Linked DNA regions of Sus scrofa: region 1 is linked to region 2. Evidence: chromatin contacts called from public Hi-C data. All regions are on one chromosome and are shown on one strand. The core of a region is the stretch at or near the end of the contact, and the rest is flanking DNA. Distances in the headings are between cores, read along the strand shown. Region 1 has its middle 210 kb from the start of TRIB2. Region 2 has its middle 240 kb from the start of TRIB2.

Region 1 (2,772 bases), core at 160-2,659, 450 kb before region 2:
TTTGTGTCACCTATGTGTCACTCTCTCAATCTCTCTACATCTATATCTACTATCTATCTATCTATCTATTTTCCATTGGTTCAGCTTCTTTGAAAAACCCTAATACAACTGTCACTTGCTCACTGGTCATCCATAAGGTGGCTACACTTTAAGGGTCCTCCCTTGCTCTGACACATCCCAAAATTCATCCTAGTATTCATAAATATATGATATGGATTTCATAGCCTGTGGCCTCCAGAGAGCCTCATTTGGAAATACAGCAAATCTATTGTCATGAGCAACCCAACTAGAAAGGGAATAAGGCCATGGAAAGCCAGAGCAGTGAAGATATCGATAATCCATTCAATCAATCAAGGAAGAGCTGAATCAAGCCAGACCTGAAGAGGCTTTGCAGCTGGGTAAATAAGGGGGCACGAGTGACCTTTAAGGACAGAAACTAGGAATTGGATGGGAATCACGGTGTCCCAGGGGATGTTACAGTGGACAGAGAGTAAATTCTAAGGGCCATGTGGTTTTTTTCCAACGTGCCAGGCACTAGTTAAGAACCTGAAACATAAATATTACCCAAGAATTTGCTGTGGTTCAGGGGTGTATGTAGCTTGTTGATGAGATTAAATATTTACTACCTAGCAAAATGGGGGCTCGGGATGGAAATCAAGCCTGTTTATAGAAAACAAACCTACATGTCTTAGAAACAATTTTTTGTGTGTGCGTAACCTGAGATTTTTACCTTTTGTAAAACTGAATGTTCTAACGTAAATAATCACATAGCTACTCATATTTAGATTACATATATTAAAATAGTAATTTAGCCATGGGTAGTAAAATAACATGCCTTGTAATAATGATAAATGAGAAAGATATAGGTTGATTGACAGTGATGTAGAATAAGCCATTAACTTTGTGGTCTTACTGAACTGGATTTGGATTCCATCTCCATGGTTTGCTCAGGGAACTTAAATCAGGTACTAAACTTTCCTTAGTTTAAATTCTTATCTGGAAAATGGGAGAAAATCTTTTGACGGATCTTGGAGGATTTTTGTCAGAGATAAATATGATTATAAATATAAACCATTAAGTCTGGTTTCTAACCCAATAAAGCTCGGTAGGTGGCATGTTTCCTTTATTCCTGTTCCGCAACATAAAATACCAATGGAAACACTTCTGTTTGGGTGACAACGTGACACAGGATTAATTTTTCTTTCTTCAAAATTTTCTGTAATATCACATAATTTTCTCAACAGGAAAAAAAATGTGTCAGAAAAATTTCAGCCTCTGTGGCCAGCTCTTCAGTCCCCAGTGTAAACACTGAAGTGTATCCATTCATTTGGCTTCTGCCTCTGTCCCAACTGTGTCCACAGGAGGGGAGGGGCCTAGTGGAGCCTCACTTTCCTCTGGGTTAATCTCAGCCAAGCTGACTGATTGCAACACTCCAAAGTCTCTTGCTTTTCTGAGCCTTTGAGGCTCTTGCTGAACTGCTGGCCAAGGGCAAAATTTTTCTGTCCAACAGACCTGCAAGGTTGCTAGGCACATACAAGGAAAAAGAGAGCTTCGAGTTACTCAATACTTGTTTTGCAAAGTCTGTTTAAAAAAATTGCATCATATCCCATTTGATGATTGTGCAACACAGGGTGGATACCTAAACTGAAAGTTAAGTAAGTCTGAGCTCTAGGCACCTTTGCAATTTAGACATCCATTTATATGCAAGTGGAAAATAGCCAGCTGTTCTCAGTTTGAAGAAAAAATGTAGAAAGCCAACGAAAATAGACTCTTGATGTTCCTTGAGTGTATAAAATACATGTAGAAAATTTCCCATCCTATTTCTTTCTCAGGTACTTGCTGTATTATACTCATGTGATAAATATAAGTGGGATTAGCCCTTGATCCTCAAGAAACTAAATTCCTCATAACACTGCCAACTCAGACAGGGTTATCTTTTAGACAAAGAGGACCCATTATGGAATTGCCTAGTCGAGATTCAAATCTCAGCGTTGGGACTTCCCAGTTAGGTGACCTTGGAGAAATGACCTGCTCTGTCTCAGTGTGATTTGCTTCATCTTGAAGATGGGGTGATCATAGTTAGGTCAGAAATTAATGGAGAATAGCTATAAAGTGCTGGGGCCACAGCCTGGCAGGCAATGGGGTCACTACCTTGTATTTTCCCTTTTAACTCTCAACCTTCTCCACCCTTCAATTTCTCACCATAATCAGTGCCATTCCCCACCCACCATTGGACATCATGGCATCCCAGTGTGGGTGCTCATAGGGGATGTGGTCCATAGGTACATAGGAGAGTCATACTTGGACCCTGCCCTTCACGGTGCTCAGTATACAAGGGAGCCAAGTGCATTTTTAAAGTGATTCCTGTAAAAGCAGATCACAACGCACCCCAAGGCAGAAGTTCATGGAACCAGGCATCTGTGAGTGGAAAGTATCAAGGGACAGGGAAAAAGGAGAGATTCTTCTAAACCGAGAGATCCCAGGAATCCCTGTGCCAGAGCCAGGCTTGCATCTGATGGTCTACTATGAGCCAGGCACTGTCCGAGGGAATCTGAGCCATGTTTCTAAAAGCAAAACACTCACACTATTTGCACAAGTGTTCCTCGACTTGGTTTGTCTCTAACCTTGGAGGGTCATTACCCTCTACAAGCTTCCATTTCCTCAATCCCTAAAATATGGCAATACTCCACGTTGTTCTGTAATGTGTTCTGAGAGGAGAGGGGGAGGTGAAAGGGGATGGAACACGAAGGAGGAGGTTAAGGCTTAGTGACC
Region 2 (2,700 bases), core at 133-2,632:
AAGATTAAAGAAACCCAGGAAGAGCAGTCACTCCCTGAACATAAGCCATAGAGCAGCATAAAGAGTGGAAAGAGGGCTGCGCCGATAGGAATCCAAGGCCTGTACTGGAGTCCAGGCCAAGCGCTGGACTGGACGGTTTGGCCGGTGCGCTTCAGCTGTTCTACCTCTAAGATGTTCACAGGGCATTCCTCAAGAGCAAAAACAGTAGTGCCCTCCCTCTGTGTCCCCAGGCACAGTGCAAGCACTCAGTAAATAATTGTGTTTTACAGCTGACTCTCCTGATCATGGATTTGGTGATGTTTGAATGAGATAAGATTATTCATAATGCTTTTAATAAAATCATCATATGTGTATTCTATGAGTTAGTACCCCATTAAACTCGGTCCTTAAAAACACAGATTCCATGGGGGATACCCGTGGGATCAGTTGTATGTTCCAACCTAGCTCTCCTCTTTCCATAGGGTTCCTTAAACCAAACCAACAAGCTCTGGCTGCATGGTAGGTCTCAGGGCTGGGCGTCACATCCTCCAAGATTTAGAGCGCCTAGCTGGAGAGTAAACCAGTACCCTGTAGGCTAGATAGTCCTTCTCTATCTGACAAGGTTTTCTGTCCTCTTTGGTGGGCTCTGCAGCTCTGAGACAGCCACTCAGTGATGAAGGAGGAAGTCTGATATGTTCCTCCTGCCCTCAGCATCCACATGGCATGTAGGTTCCCAACTGCATTGCCCTCACAATCTACAAAACGAAAATAAAACATAAGCTTGACTCTCAGTAATTGGTGAGACAGCTATGCACTCAAGAATAAAACTATAAATTTAATAGTAAGAAAACATCTATAATGACTGAGATAGAATAGATGTGCCATGTGTTTAGAAGCAGGGGGTGTTCAAGGCCCGGAGTTGGCAGAAAATGCTTCCTGGATGCAGAGATACTTAACGTGGATCTTGAAAGAGGCTTTGTATGAGGAATGAGACTTGAAAGTAACTCTGGACCTCGGGCCTTGGGCAAGAAAAATAGCATACATTCATGTGTAATGCAGGCAGGATGAGTGTGGGGGCCAGGGGTGATTATGCAAAGAGAGAGCTGAAGATGAGAAAAGGCAGGTCAAGTAGGATCAGAATGTGGTGCTGCTTTTTTGTTGGTGACAGGAAGTCCATGATTGATGGCTTTTAAGCAGAGGAATGACATGGTCAGACTAGCGTTTTAGAAAAAAAATATTATTCTGGTAACAGTGTTTGGAAAAGGGATTGCACAAGCAGAGTAGAAATGGGAAATGAACCCTGTTGGGGTGTGTTACCCACCTAAGCTCTGGACTATGCCTTCCTGGACCAAAACATCCTCGGGGGTCAACATGGTCAGGTCAAGGAACATGGGCAAAACATCCTGCTCCCATTACACAACAGCTGCTTGGGGATCCACGGGATGAGTCACTCGTTACTGGAAGGAGTCTCAGTGGTGATGTTTAGGAAAAGCCTTTGCACACAATCTGTTTAAAGAGTGCAAAGGGCAAAAGACTTGGAATAATAATGACTGTCTGTGAAGCTGTCCCAAAAAAGTGATTAGTGGGTCTGGGTAGAAGTGCTGCTAAGTCCTGAATGAGCTGCTTGGATCAAATGATCCTTTGCCAGACCAAACTGATGGACAGGTGCATTCAGTGGGGCCTGGAGTACGTGCGTTTCTCTGCAACCCTTTGGCAGGTACAGAAACACAGCTTGTGCTCTTCCCTTTCTGTTTCCCATGCATGACTTTGGCTCCAGGTATCTTGTGAATGAAGAAAGTGGGTCAAGCAAAGGGTATATTGCTGCAATCTGTTAAAGAAAACCAAATCCTAATGCCAAGATCAGAGGAAAATTCTCCTGGGGAGTGAGCCAATGTCACTGTCTTTGCTTGGAGAAATGTGGCCAATAATTATATTTGAACTGTGAAATAGAACGTTTTTCCCTCCTCCAGCTGGCAGAGGGATCTGGACCACATCTGTTAAATATTTATCAGTAGCAGATACCAGTTTATCTTAGTTTTACATTCATGCACTGATCATCAGGGTTTTTATCTCATTAAGCTAGAAAACTGCGGGTGGGACCTGATTTCTCTTACAGAGACTGGTGTAAGTTGTAAACCAGAGTCAAAGACAGAGTGACCCCGGAGCAGATAAAACTGTGCACACAGATGCTTTGCCCCCAGCTGCCATATAAACATGTGTTTTTTTCTCTAGCAACTGGGGTCTGAATTGAACGTTTGTAATCTTAGCTAACTCCCAACATTTTGCAAAGGTGACTTAAACGTAAAACTTTTCCTAGGATGTGTTACGCTTCATGATATAGGTGCATGGTATTTATAACTCTTCAGCGTCATTGCTTTGGATGAGAGAAATTTGGTGGTGAGCCAAGCTCAGTGAGTTCAGCCTCATGCCCAAATTTTCTGATTTTTTTCCCCTTCAAACATTAAATATAACTGGTATGGCTTTAAACTTGATTATCTGAAACTACCATATTTAGCTAACTGGTTACTCTTCCAAAACTCCACCTACTTGATTTCTGGCAAGAGTGTAACATGCAAAAGGAACAACAGTATTTTTCCAATCTGTCCATTTAAATGATTCAGCTCATTAACTTTTCTTTCTGCCAACATTTTTCCCAACTGGAAGAATTATCTAACATGGATATGCTGAGACATGATGGCAAAGGGGAGAGCATTGTATCAT

The links. Hi-C and Micro-C count contacts between places; a contact is called where the count stands out from the background.
Region 1: a Hi-C map of liver shows a contact between it and region 2, with 1.8 times the contacts expected there. The contact joins two enhancer-like sites. A contact is called at or near these places in 3 of 47 Hi-C or Micro-C datasets (liver, skeletal muscle and subcutaneous adipose tissue) and 1 of 2 datasets of contacts at active chromatin or transcription factors (skeletal muscle).

What each region holds. Positions count from the first base shown.
Region 1 is chr3:124,402,953-124,405,724 of Sscrofa11.1, reverse strand. No RefSeq gene overlaps it. Among named protein-coding and RNA genes, the nearest start is that of TRIB2, 210 kb to the right of the region's middle. Within about 2 kb of position 1,409, at least 25 of the 83 cell types and tissues checked have an H3K27ac peak or open chromatin away from gene starts, as enhancers often do. A contact at or near this core is called in liver, where this site is marked.
Region 2 is chr3:123,954,138-123,956,837 of Sscrofa11.1, reverse strand. No RefSeq gene overlaps it. Among named protein-coding and RNA genes, the nearest start is that of TRIB2, 240 kb to the left of the region's middle. Within about 2 kb of position 1,382, at least 13 of the 83 cell types and tissues checked have an H3K27ac peak or open chromatin away from gene starts, as enhancers often do. A contact at or near this core is called in liver, where this site is marked.